Regions from separate parts of the Zea mays genome. Here all the other regions are linked to region 1. The links are chromatin contacts, called in public Hi-C maps. All regions are on one chromosome and are shown on one strand. Each heading gives the region's core, a stretch centred on a gene start, on an enhancer-like site or on the middle of the called end of the contact. The rest is flanking DNA. Distances are from core to core; before and after follow the strand shown.

What was found. A called contact is a pair of places that touch in the nucleus more often than the background predicts.
Region 2: a Hi-C map of leaf mesophyll shows a contact between it and region 1, with 2.6 times the contacts expected there. The contact joins the promoter of LOC100279992 here to the promoter of LOC103632890 in region 1. A contact is called at or near these places in 2 of 25 Hi-C or Micro-C datasets (leaf and leaf mesophyll).
Region 3: a contact with region 1 is called in a Hi-C map of leaf mesophyll, with 2.9 times the contacts expected there. The contact joins the promoter of LOC100282411 here to the promoter of LOC103632890 in region 1. A contact is called at or near these places in 2 of 25 Hi-C or Micro-C datasets (bundle sheath and leaf mesophyll).

Annotation. Positions count from the first base shown.
Region 1 is chr7:135,082,258-135,085,305 of Zm-B73-REFERENCE-NAM-5.0, reverse strand. It overlaps LOC103632890 (ABC transporter G family member 11), which reads right to left and starts at 1,588. Exons shown (of 6, transcript XM_020541368.1): 1 at 850-1,588; 2 at 487-566; 3 at 1-261. The coding sequence starts at 1,339.
Region 2 is chr7:135,314,544-135,317,586 of Zm-B73-REFERENCE-NAM-5.0, reverse strand. It overlaps LOC100279992, which reads left to right and starts at 1,352. Exons shown (of 19, transcript NM_001361012.1): 1 at 1,352-1,754; 2 at 1,961-2,034; 3 at 2,160-2,285; 4 at 2,377-2,470; 5 at 2,571-2,654; 6 at 2,811-2,954; 7 at 3,025-3,043. The coding sequence starts at 1,500.
Region 3 is chr7:134,830,029-134,832,756 of Zm-B73-REFERENCE-NAM-5.0, reverse strand. It overlaps LOC100282411, which reads left to right and starts at 1,337. Exons shown (of 3, transcript NM_001155322.2): 1 at 1,337-1,711; 2 at 1,854-2,045. The coding sequence starts at 1,487.

The sequences.
Region 1 (3,048 bases), core at 339-2,838:
GAACAGCAGCGCGGGGCGGGTGAGGATCTCCATGCAGATGCTCACGCGGCGGCGCTGCCCGCCGCTGATGCCCTTGTGCATCCACCCGCCGATGCGCGTGTCCGCCGCGGCCTCCAGCCCCATCTCCCGCAGCGTCTCCTCCGCGCGCTCGCGCTTGGCGGGCGCCGCCATCGCGCTCGGCAGCTGCAGCTGCGCCGAGTAGTGCACCGCCTCGCGCACCGTCAGCGTCGTCATCAGCACGTCCTCCTGCGTAACGTACGCCTGCGACACATCACACATACCGCGTGTCCATCAGCATGCATAGTATTATATATATATGCATCAGATCATGGATATATATGATTCGTGCACGCACACGCATTAGTTCATTGATCACGCCGACCCATGAATGCAATACTAAAAACGATCAAATTAAAGATTAATTTTACGAAACGCGCACACACTCTTACAAACTACGTGTGGGATCATGATCATGCATGCACTTACAGATGTCCCGTAGGCTAGCTTCTGCCTCAGGCCGTTGATCAGAATGTCTCCCTTCTGGCTCACGTTAGAACCCAGCCTCCCTGTGTACATATATAAGTATAAATAAACAAATAAATATGGTACTATATGAAACACGGACCATAAGAACAGGTCCGTGTGTGCATCATCATTATATTCATGTCTGGATCAGAGTATAGTTGCTGAAAGTATAGTTTTCTTCATCAGCGTATGAACGTGATATATTTGGGGTGCTAGCTTCATAACAGCATCTAAGGCAAGCGAGGCGCTCAGAATAATGATTCACGTGGCTACTTGTATATCAGTATATATATGACCTCCACACGTTCCTATACCTATACGTACCTGCCAAAGCATCTAGAAGCGTGGACTTGCCGCAGCCGGACGGGCCCATGATGGCGAGCACCTCGCCGGGGCGCGCGTACCCGTTGAGGCCGCAGAGGATGGGCACGCGGCCGCCCTTATTACCGCCGGCCGCCGACACCCACAGGTCCTCCCAGGATACCACCACGCCTTCGTCGGCCCGGCGCAGCGACTTCTCGCGGGCCACGGGGCCATCGGCGCCGCCGCCGCCGCTACCGGCTGTCCCGTTCGCCGCCGCCACCACGCTGATCTCCAGCGAGGGCTGAGTCAGCGGGAACGGGAACGAGCGCGCGCGGCCGCTGCCGAAGGGGAACGATGCTTCGTCGGTGCTGCGCATGGACGACGACGCTCCCAGCGCCGACTCCGCGTCCTCTTCGTCGTGCGCGTCTCCGCGGGCCTGGCGCCGCGGCGGGCTCGGCGTCCATCTCGGCACGTTAGGGAGGTGCTGCTGCTGCTTCTGCCCGGACGCCATGTCCAAATGCTTGGCCGGCGCGCGCGTCGTGGGCTGTCGCAGCAGGCGAGCTAGCTAGCGAAGCCTTGGAGAGACTAGCTTGCTTAATTTGTGCCGTGGGCGTGCGAGATGAATGGTGCACGGTGGCGACGACTGTGGCGAGCTGGGGCTGCTTAAATAGGCAACGGAGCTTACAGGCGCCGGTAAAAGCAGGCCCGGCGGCCGGCACCGATTAAAATCTGCTGGACTGGATTGGAAGACCTCGGAAATCTATAGGCGCCGGTCAAACCGAGCTTTAGCTAGCGACCTTCCTGGTATATGGCATCGTGTTGTTCTGTGGCGCCCACCGCCCACGTACCCGTACAGTACCTGCTTTTTTAAAAAAGATCGGCAAGTGTGTTGCCAAAATTAACATTACCACCCGCTCTGTCCTGCCTTGGAACCACCCATGCAAATGAGACACTCAAGCATTATTTCTGAGGGTCTTCTGAACTGTGACCTTCTTCTGAATGGATTTGTTGAAAATGTTGGGCGTTAGAATTTTTGGAGCTTGACCGCTTAACCAACAATTTGAGTGCAAAAAAGACATTTGTTATCAATGCCTGCTTTAACAGTCATGGAAGCAACGAATAGTTCTTTGTCTCTTTTATCACAATGGATCTCCATGTGATTTGCCTACGGCCTCTATTGCTGTTCTTCCATTTAAACCAACACCATCTTAGCCTCGGTGCCCTAGTGAAACGCTCGAGAAATGGCCAGCTAACTGAGTCCAAGGCCCGAGAAATGTCCAATTTGATGAAAATGGAAGGAGGCTTGGATTTGTGCAAAGCGCTGATGACATTTTGTGCATATAAAAAATTATCACGAATATACCTCTTTTTGTATAAATGCATTTTGGCTCATTGACACTAGGCCGTTCAGTCATCGAGCACACAGTTAAAAGCGATGGAGAATTGGAGATACTATCCCTCTGTTTGGTTCAGCTTTTTTCTGACCAGATTTTCTGAAAATCTGGCTGTGGGGAGAATCTGAGTATCATTACGATTACGTGTGGAGGAAGATAAAGTTGTTCATAGGACTCATGATCTAGAAAGTGATGGATTCCTACTATTATAATGACTCAACCGATTATGTGTTTATGTTGATTTTGGATGATTTTTGCCCCCAACAAATTTTATAGAAGCTGGCTGAAAAGCTAAGTGTTTGGCAGTCCGCAGCAGCTTTTGGTGGCCAGAAGCTGCCAGAAGCCGAAACAAACAAGCCCTATGTAAGGTGAAAACTCAATAGCGGATATATCTAATTCATTTTATGCAAGATCAATACATATTACTTTAGGTAAGGATCTCAACTAAGAATATTAAATGCTTCATATTAGTTTTCTGCTAATAAATATAATTAACAATTAACTCTTCTATGAGTATACAAGAACCACTTAATTCAATGAGAATTAAAGCTTAAATCACCATCACCACTACTACCAAAATTTTAGGATAGTAATTTTAAAGACCAAAAAAATTTGTAAGTACATTATTTAAGTTCTTATTCAAGAGAAACTTTAAATGTTCTAATTTCTATCCGTTCTTACATGTCTTAGCTTTCATGCTTGATATTTAGCAGCTTCATGCATGCTCAAGTATTCTAGGAGCACAATAATTGCAAGGCACATATCATGATTCGTATATATATCTAAAAATTCTAACTTGATTTCTACTTAATATTGAGTAATTCTG
Region 2 (3,043 bases), core at 103-2,602, 230 kb before region 1:
GGAATTCCTAAAAGCGTAAGCCAAGAACAAAGGTGAAAGCAAAACCATCCAAACAATTTGTTTTGATGCCTTGTTAAGCAAACCAAGGTAGAGACAGGCATCTAAACATGCCCTTTATGTTGTCGTAGCACCACATGAGATATTGCCTTGTTATGGAAGGAGGCAAGCTTGTGATAACCACCAAAAAGAACACATGTATATATGTAGGGAACATATCAGGTGCAAACCAAGCACTTAATGCAAAATCGTGCAAGCAGTCATGGTAATTTTACAAAACAACACTCTCACCATGCATTAGCTTTCAAAACGACCCTTCCACCTCCCTTGTTACATTTTTAAATACACCCTTCCAGCTCCACCAACATGCTGGTTTGCACGTTTTTATACCAAGTGTTTGGTTTGCATCTGATCCATTCTCATATAGGTATTATCCCGCTGACACCCCTCAGTTTTCGATATCTAACCTAAATGTTTGTTTTCAATATGATCTTTTACAATACATCTTCAATATGAATTTGTATAATATATTTTTCATGCAAGTTTAAGAAAATAAATATATCAGGATACGAAGGAGGGAGCATTATTTGTTGTTTTCTTTTTTCACCTTTTTGGCGAAAACCCATGATGAGGAAGCAAATCTAACATTTATAATTGTTGAGCAGCAAGATCAATTAGTTTTTTCTCGTGGTGATGGAGAATCCATGTCCATGAGAACCTCTATTGTTGAGCTCACTGAGAGGTGATTCAAATAAGAGCCCAGCGGTAGTCCAAGTTCGAGTGAAGCAGCCCATATAGCACACGGAATAGGCCCGTTATGACGCCCACGAGCTCAAGCCGTTATTCAGTATTCAGCCCACGAACTTCTAGCCTTAGGGTAGTACAACCTCATTTACTTGGCGTCTCTTGAAGGATTTTTAGGAGGTTAATAAAAAAATCAAAATATAGATTTTTCGTGAAGAACCTGATTTTTCATACTTTCTATATTTCCTGTCTCAACTGCATTTTATGATCTAGATGCTTAAGACTATCTCTTGTATTTAAAAAAAACATTATATGGTCTCTAGGTTCTACATGCCTTAATAAATTCGTTTGGCTCAACCGTCCCTAACGACATCGGCACATCGCTGCCTGAAGCCCTGAAAGAAAACGGATCAACCTCTCAGACTTCATCCCGCCGTCGAGGTGCCCCATCCGACGGTGCCACCGCGGCAGCCACGCGCGCACCACAACCGTGCCGCCTGCCGCGCACATGCCGCACGCAACGTCCCCACCACAACACACGCCAGCCCCGTGCGCCCTACGCGATTCTAGAAGCCTCCGGGCTCCCCGCATCGCCTCCCCACCCCCATGTCTCCCAGTCCCTGTACCTCCGTATAAACCCTAGTACCTCTTATCCGTTCGTCACTCCCCAAGCGTCACACCGAATCACCACAGTCGAGCTCGAGCAGGAACAAGCCGTGAGCGCCTGCCCCCGGTGCTCAATATCTATTCCACACCTCATGGCGCCGGCGCTGAGCAGGACCCTGGGGCCGTCGTCGGTGGCCGCGCTGCGCCCGAGCCCGTCGTGCCGGGGTCTGTTACGGGCCGCGCTCGCGCCGCAGGGCAGGGGCGCCTCCGCGAGGTGCGCGGTAGGGGTGAGATGGGAGGCAGCCAGGCGGAGGAGGATGGCCGGGGTGAGGTGCGACGCCGCCGTCGCTGAGAAGCCTGCCGGCGAGGAGGAGACGGCCGGCGAGAAGTACGAGTACCAGGCTGAGGTGAGCTAGGGAAATTGGCCCGTTGTTGGTGAAATTTGGGATAGGGGCACATGAATTGTCACTTGTATGCTGCATTCAGTATGCTGTTTCACTCTGCTGTGCTGTGGCCAAATTCGTGTTTCACGATTAACAGAATTCTGCTTGTCTTCATGGAATCGGCAATTGAACGCTTCTGTGTTTATGTATCGTTTCTCTTTGCTCTGCAGGTTACCCGCTTGATGGACTTAATTGTACACAGTTTATACAGCCACAAGGAAGTATTTTTACGTGAGCTTGTAAGGTCAGTCGTTTGCTCGGCGTATCAATTGAATTGACTTGTTTTTATGACAAAGGATGGGTTGCTGCTATTCACAAACTGCACTCCTACACCCCCTGATCTTCCGACACAATTTATGTTGCATCCAGTAACGCGAGTGATGCACTGGATAAGCTGAGATTCCTCAGCGTAACTGATCCTTCTGTGTTGGCTGATGGCGGTGAGTTGGAGATAAGGATTAAACCCGACCTAGAGGCGGGGACAATCACTATCACGTAAGTTGTTCTTTAATCCATGGTCGTCAGCGTTTTAATTTATCATATGTGATCAAAATCGTTATCCAGACTCATTTTGTGAATGACACAGAGATACTGGCATTGGAATGACTAAAGATGAGCTCAAAGACTGTCTTGGAACCATTGCACAAAGTGGCACCTCAAAGTTTTTGAAGGCTCTAAAGGTGCACTTGTTTTTACGATTTAGCTACATTAATTTTCTGTTCCACGACAAACTCATTGTTTCCTTTGTTGATAATAATTTGCTTTCTCTGTTTTGTCCAGGAGAACAAAGACCTTGGTGCAGATAATGGACTCATTGGTCAATTCGGTGTTGGGTTCTATTCCGCTTTCCTTGTTGCAGAGAGGGTATGGAATGTCTCTTCTATGATATGGCTCAGCTGATGGACCTGCATTGCTTTCCAAAACCTACCTATTATTCCAGAGATTCTTACAGTTGCTATGCAATCTGAAAATGTCTATATATCTTGTTAGTAATTTTGTATATTCTTTGTCATCATACAGGTTGTGGTGTCTACTAAAAGTCCAAAGGCAGATAAGCAGTATGTGTGGGAAGCAGAGGCTGACAGCAGCTCGTATGTTATCAAGGAAGAAAATGATCCTGAGAAAATGCTTTCACGTGGAACAGAAATTACTCTTTATTTGAGAGTAATAAACTTAAACTCTTCCTTTATGATCTCCACCCTCTAGCAGAATTCTTATTGTCTTGTTGTTTCAGGATGATGACAAATATGAGT
Region 3 (2,728 bases), core at 88-2,587, 250 kb after region 1:
GCCCGAACTAGTATAAATCTTACGCACACTACGCACATCGTATGGAGCCCGAAACGAACACAATAAAATTACTTATCGGAGCACGGTTCGAAAACACCGCAAGTTGCTTTTAGTTGAAAACATTCAAACACCCCTAGCTAATAGTCCATCTAATTATTAGCTTACCCTCAACTACCAATTAGTTAATTAGCTGGTTCAACTCGACTAAAATCAACTAATAGTTAGCCAGCTACGAGTTAGTCCGCTAATTTTACTAGTAATTTTTTAGCTAGCTAACTAGTAGCACTAGAACACTAATGCATTCAAACAGGTCTTAAGTCCTTTATGAGCACTAGCTAGATGTCTGTGTATTGCTATGGATTTCTATATATATCATATAGGTAGACTTTGGTTTAATAAAATAAAAAATATATATGTTATATTCGTTAGATGAGTTTAAATGTGGAGTCAACAATCAATGTTCGAACCCCATTTGTCACACAACAACAAAACTGTGAAAATTGGTGTTTTACATAGTCGTTACATTTCATGCCTCCCACCTTTCACACCTTTGACCAAAATTTGACCAGAACAAGTATTGTCCGTTATTTTCACAAATTTCCAAAAAAACTTGAGAAGTATTCCAGGCATATACAATTTAAAGACCATGGATCAATCTTTAAAATACGAGAGATAACTAATAGACTACATGATATAATTATGATTCTTTGGATCATGAATAATGTTAAGTGACATTATATATGGAGGCTTAGAGAGTCATGTAGAGATATATTATTCGCAAAAAAATATGCCTTTTGTGTTTTTAAATAACTTTTAGAGACTCTCGACATACTCTGTATTAAATAGTTTTGCTAAGAAAAGAGTACAACCGTCCGTCCTCCGTCCACACAGTCACAGACGCGCAAAGAAAAATCCGGGTCAATGCTCCCTCCTCCCCTGCCTGCCAATAACCGGCCGTGCCATCGTGTACCGCCGCGACACGGTGCACGATCGGAGCGCGGATATTTTTGAAGCGCGCGCGCGCACGAACGTGAACACCGTTTGACCGAAGCCGTCGGACCCGGGCCGGCGCGTGCTAGTGGTGTACAGTGTACTGTTTGGTCTTGGTGGTGTAGGAACGCTGACGCACCCGACTCGGCCGGCCGCGGCCTGGCGGCTGGCGGCGTCCGCCCACCACTGGCTGGCCACAGCTCCCCGTGTCGCGCACGGCCCCCGCTCCCTCCTCGCCAACCTCGTGCTGACAGCCCATTGGCCTCGGCCTGCAGCCAGCGGCTATCGGCTAGCGGCCAGCTTCCTTTTTATCAACAACTACTACCCGCCGTGACCTCGCGAGTCGCGACCCGGACGCGACTAGTACACTGCCTGCCAAACAGCTGAGCAGAGTAGAGTAGAGCAGAGGGCGAAGTGCAGCGCAGTGTGCCCCGTCTCGGAACAGCGCGGACCACCAGAGCGTGCGCGTCCGTGCCCCACCCCTCCCTCTCTATCCATGGCGGTCCCCCGCGGGTGCCTCGGGCTCCCCCTGGTCGCCGTGCTCCTCGCGTCCCTCTGCCGCGGCCAGGCGGCGGTGAGGGAGCTCAAGGTCGGGTACTACGCCGAGACGTGCCCGGAGGCCGAGGACATCGTCCGTGAGACCATGGCGCGCGCGCGCGCACGCGAGGCCCGCAGCGTCGCCTCCGTCATGCGCCTCCAGTTCCACGACTGCTTCGTCAACGTGAGCCGCCCGCCCGCCCCACGCATCTGATCTCGCTCCGGTTGCGCTACGTGGCTTCCTCCCTCCCTCCCTCCGCGCGCGGTCGATCTGACGCGATGGATTCTCTCTTCTGCTCCTTCCCGGTGGCGGGGGGCGGCTGCAGGGGTGCGACGGCTCGGTGCTGATGGACGCCACGCCGACGATGCCCGGCGAGAAGGATGCGCTCTCCAACATCAACTCCCTGCGCTCGTTCGAGGTCGTCGACGAGATCAAGGACGCGCTGGAGGAGCGCTGCCCCGGAGTGGTCTCCTGCGCCGACATCGTCATCATGGCCGCCCGCGACGCCGTCGTCCTGGTACGCGCCTCCCCCCCGCACCCTGCACGAGATCCATTGCTTTGTTTTGTTCACTTGGGCTATTCTCAATGCAAAATTTCTAACGTTGGAAATAAAAAATGCTATAAAACTAAGAATAAAAAAATAACTCCTGGGGTAAAATTCCGCTTCAATATTTCGTACACTACCATACACCATTAAATATTACAACTAAATGACCAACGCTTTTAGTGAAACATGTGAAGATGAAATAAACCACTAAATGAAAGTTTCAAACGAGGGTTTTACACTGTTTTCAAAACTTTGTAAACGAGATGACATGATTTTATTCCTATCAAACTAATTTTATCTTTTATAGAATCCATTAAACAAATATTATGTCATATCATCTAAAATTCTAATGTAACGTACGATTAAATGTATATGAAACCACCGTGAAACCAGACTGAGAGTAGCCTTAAACACCAGATATATGCGATACCGATGCACATGGTGTTTCTCTTGACCTGTCATGCGGTCTACCGTTTCCCATTCGCTTCCGCTTTGTCTGCCGTTTCCTGTCCAAATCCTGCGTTTCTTTCTGCTCAGCTCTGTCTGCCGTTTGCACTCCCAAATCCAGCGTTTCCAGTGCAGAACCCAGCGTTGATGGTGCTCCCCACAGCTTCCAGGATCCACTGTGAATAAAAGACAAGAGAAGAAATGAA